3 separate regions of the Macaca mulatta genome follow, and all the other regions are linked to region 1. A link is a contact called in public Hi-C data. All regions are on one chromosome and are shown on one strand. The core of a region is the stretch at or near the end of the contact, and the rest is flanking DNA. Distances in the headings are between cores, read along the strand shown.

Region 1 (3,065 bases), core at 409-2,908:
AAAGCCGATCCTCACAACTACCCGGTGAGGGAGAAAGACCAATGATAACATCCCTACTTAAACATGAGGAAAGGCTGCCTCAAGAAAGTAACTCTTCCAAAACCACGGGGCCACAAAGTAGGTGGGCAGTCATCAGAGACCAGGTCTCCTGAGTCCTGGTCCAGCACTCTGGTTTCTGTACCATGCTTCCTCAACTTACCAAATCATTTCTAAATCAGTCACTCTCCTTGGTGACTCCTTTCTGTGTATCTTTCTCTTTGCTCTTGTTAACTTTTCTTGAATCGCTTCCTAATGGATTTCCTAGGTTCCTTCCACAAGAGACACCTAAGTGATGCAGGGTTTTTAGGGAAATTCCTGCAGACATCAGAAATAGACCTGACAAATCCAGGTGTATTGCTAGCAGGGTGTAAACTTAAAGGGGTGCACCACTCAAAACATTTCCCCTCTTTGCTACCAACTCCAGTTACCCAGAGATAATACCTCCTCACATCCTGCTTTGGAGGGGAGAGAATGAGAATGAATACGAATCAATAAATCATGGGCAGGGCCTCAATACACAGGACAGATTAAAATCCTCCCAGACAGAAACATGTTAGGCCATCCCCACCCATGAACTGTTGCCTTCCCCGCCTTCCCCCGTAACCCCATCCAAATATGGCGGCTATACTCTAAGTTTCTAGCAAAGCAACATAAAAGGTTCGGTTTGGGAGTCACCCATACATATATGTGTAGAAGTATCTGGGGGTTGGCGTTTGAAAACCAGTACATTTAATGCTGTATGTACGTGTGCACAGGGGTTAAAAAAACAAAACCGCAAACAACAAAGAAACCCGTTAGCTGTGGTTATCTCGGAGTCCCTTCGTATTGAACTCAAAGTAGTAAAGGCTGGAAAGCAGTGGAGAGGCTTCAAAGGAGCTGGGTGAAGGTTAATTAAAGGCTGTCGTCCTACGCTTTGGGACATTTTTGTTACAAAGAGCATGGATGATTGTGACACTGAGACGGCATTTTAATGTTTAAATCGAACCATTGGTCAACAGCAAGCCCGTCTGCACGGCCTACACTGACGCTCCGTGACAAGTCGGCCCAAGCTCTCCTCCGGCCAATCTCCGGTTTGCAACTTTACCGTCGGGTGTTGACAGGAAGGAGGTGTGGGGGCGGGGTGGGTGGGAAGAGTCCCCGCACCCCTCCCCACCCGGTCCGACCCGGCCCGGCCTCACTTCCTCCCGCGGCCGCGCGACCTCCCGGCAGCTCCCGAGCCCGGCCCCCGGGTACCGCCCAGAAGGCGAAGGCGCCACCACCGCCGCAGCTGGACCCCTCGCTCCCAGGGCCGGACTCACCGGCAGCTTCAGCCGCATTGCCCTCGGGCCTCGATTTCCCCCACTAGCTCCTTCCCCCCAAGCACGGGCTCCGGTGCTAGGGCAGTTTGAAAATGGCGCGGAGGGACGATCCGGGACGACACGGAGGAGGCGCCGCGGTTGCCCCGGTAACGGGAGCGGCGGACGGTGCGCGGCTCGCGGCGGGGACGCGCTTGGAGATAGCGGCGCCCCAGTGCCCGGAAATGCAACGGCCCGGACAGCGCGAGGCCACGGCGCCCCCTGGAGGTCGGCGCCCGCGGCCGTCAAATGCCAAACCTCAGCTAGTGCCTGAGCTGGCATCCTCTTCCTCCTGTCGGCGGGAGGTTTGGATCACCTACTGCGTATGCGGCGAAAACGCCGCCCCAGTACCGGACCCTGCAGCGGAGTAGTCTTCACTTGCAAGGTGAACGCCTGCTCACCACGTAATCCCCAAACGCAGATAACACGTTGTCTCTGCAACTTTTCCTGACAACCATCCAATGCAATTAATTGTCCCACAATAGTATCTCCCTGAGGCGCTGTGTAGATCCATGGAATTCATCCATCAAAATACAATCATTTGTTGATCTGTCTCTCCCTGCCGCCACCAACTGTGAATTCCTTGAGTCGGAGACTGTTTTACTCAGCAAAACATTTGTGAGTGAGTGGAATTAAATTGAAATAAACTGTTATAGTCCACTCCCAGATGGAAAACACATAGTAAAATCCTAGAATTCCATTTCTCCCCTGAAAATTTCCCAGACGATCAGAGGGAGTTTCATTCTTTACTGTTTACTTTTCTCCCAAATAGGCCTTCTGAGGCAGCAGAATAGGGAAGGAAGTCAGAAGACTGACCAGCTCATACATATGAAATGCATATCGTACATACACTTAAAATCATGGCAAACTCACGCAGGCGCACTGAGAGAGAAAAACAACAAGAAAACGGATATGACAATTATAGGAAATCCCCTCCCTAGAGTTAAGGAAGAGTAGGAAGTGGGCATAAAAGAACAAAGGCTATTTTAATCCAGGGCTGATACCACTTGAAAATCAGCCCGTTCGTCTCTCTGGAACATTCTTTGCTTAATAAATTTTGTGGAGTGGTTATTTGTGAGTCTCATCCAATTCTTTGTTCACAGCACCAAGAACCTGGAACTCCCAACTTCCAATCTGGTAACATATTTTGGTGAGCCAGCCAGTAGGTAAGCCCAAAAGAACTGGGACTTTTTATTTTCTTTCCTTTTTGCTTCAGCTCTTTCACTTTGATTTAAAGCTGCCTTTTGCTGGCACAGATTGGGCAGTTAAGAGCCAAAAAGGCACCGGCCACTTGAAGACTCCCATTGTTGTGGGAAAGCAGAGGATCAGAGAGACCAATGGGTGGAGCAGGAAGACTTTATTAGGTGTGCACTGGCTCAGTGGATTTGCATCCAAAAAGCTGAGCCCTGAACAAAGACAGAGCTTGGCTTATATAGGCTAAACTACAGAAGCAGAACCAAGGCAGTAAATCATACAGTGACAGGTTTAGTAATGTATAGCATAACTGCTGACTTCGCATAACTTGTGGCTTTGCTTAGCCCGTGGCCTTGCAGCTGTGTCAAAAGAAAAACGGGAACCTACAAATCTTGCTAAACACAGGCAAAAATAGTCATAATTAATGGTCTAAAGAAAGAGAAACAGTAAAGGAATTTGTTTTTCTTAACCATTGCTCGGGGGTGTTTGGAGCTCATT
Region 2 (2,719 bases), core at 206-2,705, 360 kb before region 1:
GCCCACAGCCTGTTTTGGAAAATCAGAGTTTTACCAGGCCACAGCCACACCCATTGTCTTTGGTTGCTTTTTGTGCTATGAAGGAAGAGTGGCACAAAGGAGAGTACTTGTAGCTTCATGTCACAAATCCTAAAATAATGAGTAGTTTGCTGATCCCTGGACTAGATCACCTCTGTGCTAAGAACCGTTAAACTCTTAGACACTGCATATATGCCTCAGCTCCTACATAGCACTTAGTCCCTTTGAGGCCGGGAATGTGTCTTTTTTCATCTTTGTGTGGGTCCCCTTTACACCCACATAGCAAACCTCATTTGGTCAGTGCTCAATAAATATTTGTCGAAGGAATGAAGGAAAATAAAGCAAAACATCCATACCTGGAACACGAAATTCCTGATCAGCAAAAATGTTTTGGTATGGCTGGGCGCGATGGCTCGCACCTGTAATCCCAGCACTTTGGGAGGCTGAGGCGGGCAGATCACTTGAGGCCAGGAGTTCGAGACCAGTCTGGCCAACATGTCAAAACCCCATCTCTACCAAAAATTTTAAAAATAAAAATAAATTAGCCGGGTGTGGTGGTGCACACCTGTAATCCCAGCTGGGGAGGCTGACGCATGAGAATTCCCTGAACCCAGGATGCAGAGGGTGAAGTGAGATGGCTAGGCTGCACTACAGCCTAGCCTACAGAGCAAGACTCTGTCTCAAAAAAAAAAAAAAAAAAAAAAGTTTTGGTACAATCACTCCAAAGAAGTCTCAGGGTACTGACTGCACTGAGAAGATAAAAGCAAGAGGGACCTGATGAGAAAAATGAGCGGCAAAAATCTGCCACGGGGACAAGTGCGGTCCTTCAAAGGATGAATTGTGGAACGGCCTGCAGCTCTAGAATACAGATGCAATCACTAAAAAATCACAACCTCAGATGAAGTGTAGATTTGAAAAGATCAGAGAGTGCGTGACACAGCCAGAACCCAGAGGCCACACTGAATCAGAAGGTAGAATGCCATGCCTGTACCTACAGAGAATTCACAGGCTGGCAGCAAGCAAAGGGCTCCTGGCCACACAATGCCAGAGTATTGCAGGGGGCGTAGCACTATGCCAGCAGCTCCAATGTGGCCAGGGTTTATCTGTTTGTTCCTGCTGAAAGCATGGAGTGGTGAGGTTTAGCGGAAGGGCTTGCATTTTGCAATTATCTTCTATATTTATGCACAAAAGATGAAAGATGAAGCAGCTAGCTCTAACAGCAAAATAGATGCTCAGTACATATTAATTTATGACAAGAAGCACAGAAAAATCAGCCTTTGGCCTTCTAGCTTTCATTTATTTATGGTTATCTTCATGATAGGCATCAGATTCTAAGCTGTTGCTGAATTAAACATTTGTTTCCATCCCCTAATAGATGCATGAGAAAAAGGAGTCGGAGCCAAATGTGACAGACTGAAGACATAGATAAGCACTTGACGCTGAGATTTAAGTGCTGTGCTTTGTTTCTAGTTATCCCAGCTGGCTTCCTCATTGTCTGGGTGGCAGCACTGTCTTGAGCCATCCCCTTCTTCAGGAGCAGATCCTGCTTCCTATACTGTCTGCCAGGCCTTGGGAGGATGTCTGTCCCCTTGTGCAGATGAAAGGTTCTCAGTGGGGCAGATCGGCTCCTACAGAAGAGGTGCCCGGAGAGGAGTCCACAGCGTTCTTACACTCCTGCCGGTAAAGTCCCAGGTTTAAAAAAATAAAAATAAAAGTAGAGAAATGCTAAAGTGCTTTTTTGTTTTGTTTTTGTTTCACTTCTCTAAATATAAGAGGACTAATTTCCTTACAGACTGGAGTTCAGCTATTCTGGAATGCCTTTTCCTTCAATTAACAGGGTCTTGAAGTACATGATCCTTTGAGGAAAGCTACCAATTTCTAGGACCCCAAACACAGGCATGCTGGGAGTATGGCTAGTTTTCAGAGCAGAGTTCAGTTCCAGCAGTTTGCCTTGCTACGGAAACAGACGCTCCAACATCTGTCACTAGTGGCATTCTGAAGGAATTTAAATATATGTAGGCAACATTTATGAATGGAAAATGAGGCAGCAGGTCACAAAAAAAAAAAAAAAGAAAAGAAAAAAGGGAGGGGGGAGAAGATGAAAGTTCACTAAGGAAAGAAGTTAAATAAATAAGTTCAAATCATATTACCTTCTCTTCCATCTCACTTCCAGCTCCAGGGAGATTCAGAGGACTTAGAGAACTTGGCGTATCACTGGACTGGAACAGTAAGAGAGCATTCAAGTCAAAGGCCTGAACAGGAAGTTCTGGGCAAATAACCAGACACTGTCTGTGCCTGGGTAGGGCCGCCCCCTCCTCTACACAGGGGTGCAGCTGGCCTCAGAGAGCCAGCAGGAGTCCCAGTGGGGACTATGCTAATATCCAAACTCCAACAGCACTGCCTGAGACACAGAGGGTGCACCAGCCTCTCCCCGAGTTCAATGTGTTTCCCACCTGGGTAGTCCCCAGTCTCGGTCCTTTGTGTTTTTCTCCACTGCCTGAGAGAATGTGAGTAGCTCAACAGCCACTTTCCCTGGGGTGCAGGGCTGTGTCTCATACATGGCCTCCAACCTCAATGCTTTGGCCTTGCTGGCTGACTCTGCCCCTTCTCCAGCCACACCTCCCCCATCTAAGCAATGAGTGAGAAGAAAGAAGGCCTACCAACTCCACATGCAGAGCTGGGCTGAGAAGGTGAAAGACCA
Region 3 (2,826 bases), core at 244-2,743, 510 kb before region 1:
GGCGGATCACGAGGTCAGGAGATCGAGACCATCCTGGCTAACACGGTGAAACCCCGTCTCTACTAAAAAATACAAAAAACTAGCCGGGCGAGGTGGCGGGCGCCTGTAGTCCCAGCTACTCGGGAGGCTGAGGGAGGAGAATGGCGTGAACCCGGGAGGCGGAGCTTGCAGTGAGCTGAGATCTGGCCACCGCACTCCAGCCTGGGTGACAGAGCGAGACTCCGTTTCAAAAAAAAAAAAAAAAAAAAAAAAAAAAAAGAATTCCTGCAAAATACTACACTGCTACTAAGTACATAGTACTGTTTGGAAGGCTAGAGTTAATTCAAACAAATTTAGGGATAAATTCTAATTCGTAGCTATTCTCCTCAATGTCTGAAATCACCAAAAGTGCACTGTGGGCACAATCACTACTTTTCACGTTAACCCAGTACTAGAGTGTTGAAAATTATTTAGACAGCTTTCTATGTTACTGACACGCCTTTTAGGTTAATACTACTCTGAACAGCTAAGCCGTGCCTTGGTAATTACATTTCCAAACATAACATGCACAGGCTGTATCTTCACTAGAGAAGAACTGCGCACCACCGAGAACATTAAGTAGCATGGCCACGCCACATTCCAGGTATGTAGTAAAGAACAAAAGGATACGATGAATGAAACCTCACAACAAAGGCAGTAAAACCCTAAACTATCCCTTACAAGGCAAAAAAAAAAACAGGCCAAACTTTTCTTCCGACATTTATCCAGTGTTGGTGCTTCCACACACTTAATTTCTAACTTAACATGAAGAGATCCCATCTGTGGGAATGACAGGCCTGACATCCAGATCCAGCCCTTTCCTCTCGCCCAGTAGAATACGTACAGCTTCCACCCGGTCAGCACCAGCTTCTAAACTACGTGTCCCAAGCAGGTTCCTCCCCCTTTAGCGGCCAAAGAGAACAAGCTCCCTCAGTAATACAGTCCTGATCACTGCGCTCAAGATGAAGAAGAAAAGGAGGCACTTTGGAATATTTGTGAAATAAAACAGCAAAGAGGGAGTCAAATAAGAAAACAGTTTGAAATGGGCTCCGAGAGCTGCGGTCTCTTTAAAACCTGCCCTCGCTTCCCGCGGGGGGTAAAGAGGGAAGTACACGTGGCTCTAAGCAACCAGGGACCCCAGGCTGACCTGGTGAAGCCGAGGGGTGAGACCTGCGTCTCCCGGACGTTCGGGCCCGAGCCGGCGGGAGAATGGTCGGGGGGGTTTCGGGGGTCTCCCCTTCCCGTGCCTCCCGCGCGAGGTGGTCTCGCGCGCCGGAAACAGGCCGCATCCTCCCGCCGGCCTGGGCCCGCCCCAGTGCCCACCCCGACACTTACTCTTATTGACGGTCTTGAGAGCGCGCGTGAAGTCGCCGTTCTGGCCATACCGGTTCACTTCACTCCACAGCGCAGGCACTGACACCCCCCCACTGCCGCTACTCGCCATCTTGGAGGAGACGAGGGGCGGGGCGGGGCGACCTCTGCCCCGGAAGAGGATCTCTAAGGCTGCCAAGAGGAGGAGGAAGTTGATGATTGCTAAGCGTTGGGAGCGTCTTCAACTCTGAGGCAGCATCAGAGACCGTAATCTTCTGCTCTCGTGGCAAGAAATTTGCACGGATAGAGTTGATGCACCTCACTTGAAGTTGGCCTGGAGAAAGAGGCGTCGGACTCCCGGACGGGGTTGGGAAACGGTCACCAGTTTCGGCTCAAAGCAGCGTGTTTCCAGGAGACCGCCATGGTCGAGGCAGCGTCCCGGTCCCACGGTGCGGGCCCAGACGATCATTTGTGGGATATAAATAAAAGGACTATGAGGTGGTAAATGAAAGACTACCAACTAGAAGCCGTAGGGAGTCATTTGAAGGAGAAATAGGCACGGCTTGTCGGTGGTTGAGGGAAAGGGATCTTGAAAGATGATTAGGAGAACTTGGGTTCTGGGGAAAGTAGGGGAGGACATTCTGGCAGAGAAGCAAACGTGAGGAAAGGTAAGAAGGCAAGAATCTCCCATTACAAAGGGTTTGGTGAAACCCTCTGCCTGTCATTTTCGCTCCGTTCGGGAGCAGTGGGCAATAAGCTGAAAGGGTAGTGGGGTGAAAATGCCCGGGGTCAGTTCCTGGTCTGCGACTCACTAGATGCCTGACAATAAACAAGTTACTTAGCTTCCGGGAGTCTTTTTTCCCGACTGTGAAATAGGGATACTATATTTGTTCTAGAGATATAAAATATTAGGGTTTGCTTACGACCTTAGTATCAAGATGTGTTCAGGTGTACGAACGGAATGGTATCTATTGGGTACGCTTGGTGTGAGCATTTTTTTTTTTTTTTTTTTAAGAGACGGGAATCTTGCTGTGTTGCCCAAGCTGGTCTGGAACTCCTGGGCTCAAGCAATCCTCCCACCACAGCCTCTCCAAGTGCTGGGATTACAGGCATGAGCCACCACACCCAGACGATGTGAGAGATACACTTGATGTGAATGTTGTATTTTATTGAATGGCCTGCTTTTCAGACTCATATCTTGTCATGACTTTTACAACTTCTGCTACTCCGTCTGTCCCTCAGGAACCTAGCTAACTTCTTTTTTTTTTTTTTTGAGACGTAGTCTAGCTCTGTGACCCAGGCTGAACCTCACTGCCATCTCAACCTCCTGGATTCAAGCGATTCTTTTGCCTCAGCCTCCCAAGGAGTTGGGACTATAGGCATGAGCCACCGTGCCTGGTTAAGTTTTGTATTTTTAGTAGAGATGGGGTTTCACTATGCTTGGGTTGGTTTGAGACTAACCAAGCTAGTCTCAAATTCCTGACCTCAAGTGATCCG

What was found. A called contact is a pair of places that touch in the nucleus more often than the background predicts.
Region 2: a contact with region 1 is called in a Hi-C map of fetal cortex germinal zone, with 2.9 times the contacts expected there. The contact joins the enhancer-like site here to the promoter of CEP135 in region 1. A contact is called at or near these places in 2 of 14 Hi-C or Micro-C datasets (fetal cortex germinal zone and liver).
Region 3: a contact with region 1 is called in a Hi-C map of fetal cortex germinal zone, with 3 times the contacts expected there. The contact joins the promoter of SRP72 here to the promoter of CEP135 in region 1. A contact is called at or near these places in 3 of 14 Hi-C or Micro-C datasets (fetal cortex germinal zone, fetal cortical plate and liver).

What each region holds. Positions count from the first base shown.
Region 1 is chr5:77,519,427-77,522,491 of T2T-MMU8v2.0, forward strand. CEP135 (centrosomal protein 135) reads right to left here and starts at 1,659. Exons shown (of 26, transcript XM_028848572.2): 1 at 1,338-1,659. LOC144341188 reads left to right here and starts at 1,278. Exons shown (of 3, transcript XM_078003561.1): 1 at 1,278-1,758; 2 at 2,477-2,539. The coding sequence starts at 1,430. The coding sequence ends at 1,744.
Region 2 is chr5:77,158,951-77,161,669 of T2T-MMU8v2.0, forward strand. CRACD (capping protein inhibiting regulator of actin dynamics) reads right to left here. Exons shown (of 10, transcript XM_015138665.3): 5 at 2,169-2,237. Among named protein-coding and RNA genes, the nearest start is that of AASDH, 65 kb to the left of the region's middle. Within about 2 kb of position 1,456, at least 9 of the 40 cell types and tissues checked have an H3K27ac peak or open chromatin away from gene starts, as enhancers often do. A contact at or near this core is called in fetal cortex germinal zone, where this site is marked.
Region 3 is chr5:77,013,283-77,016,108 of T2T-MMU8v2.0, forward strand. It overlaps SRP72 (signal recognition particle 72), which reads right to left and starts at 1,494. Exons shown (of 19, transcript NM_001260722.1): 1 at 1,354-1,494. The coding sequence starts at 1,462.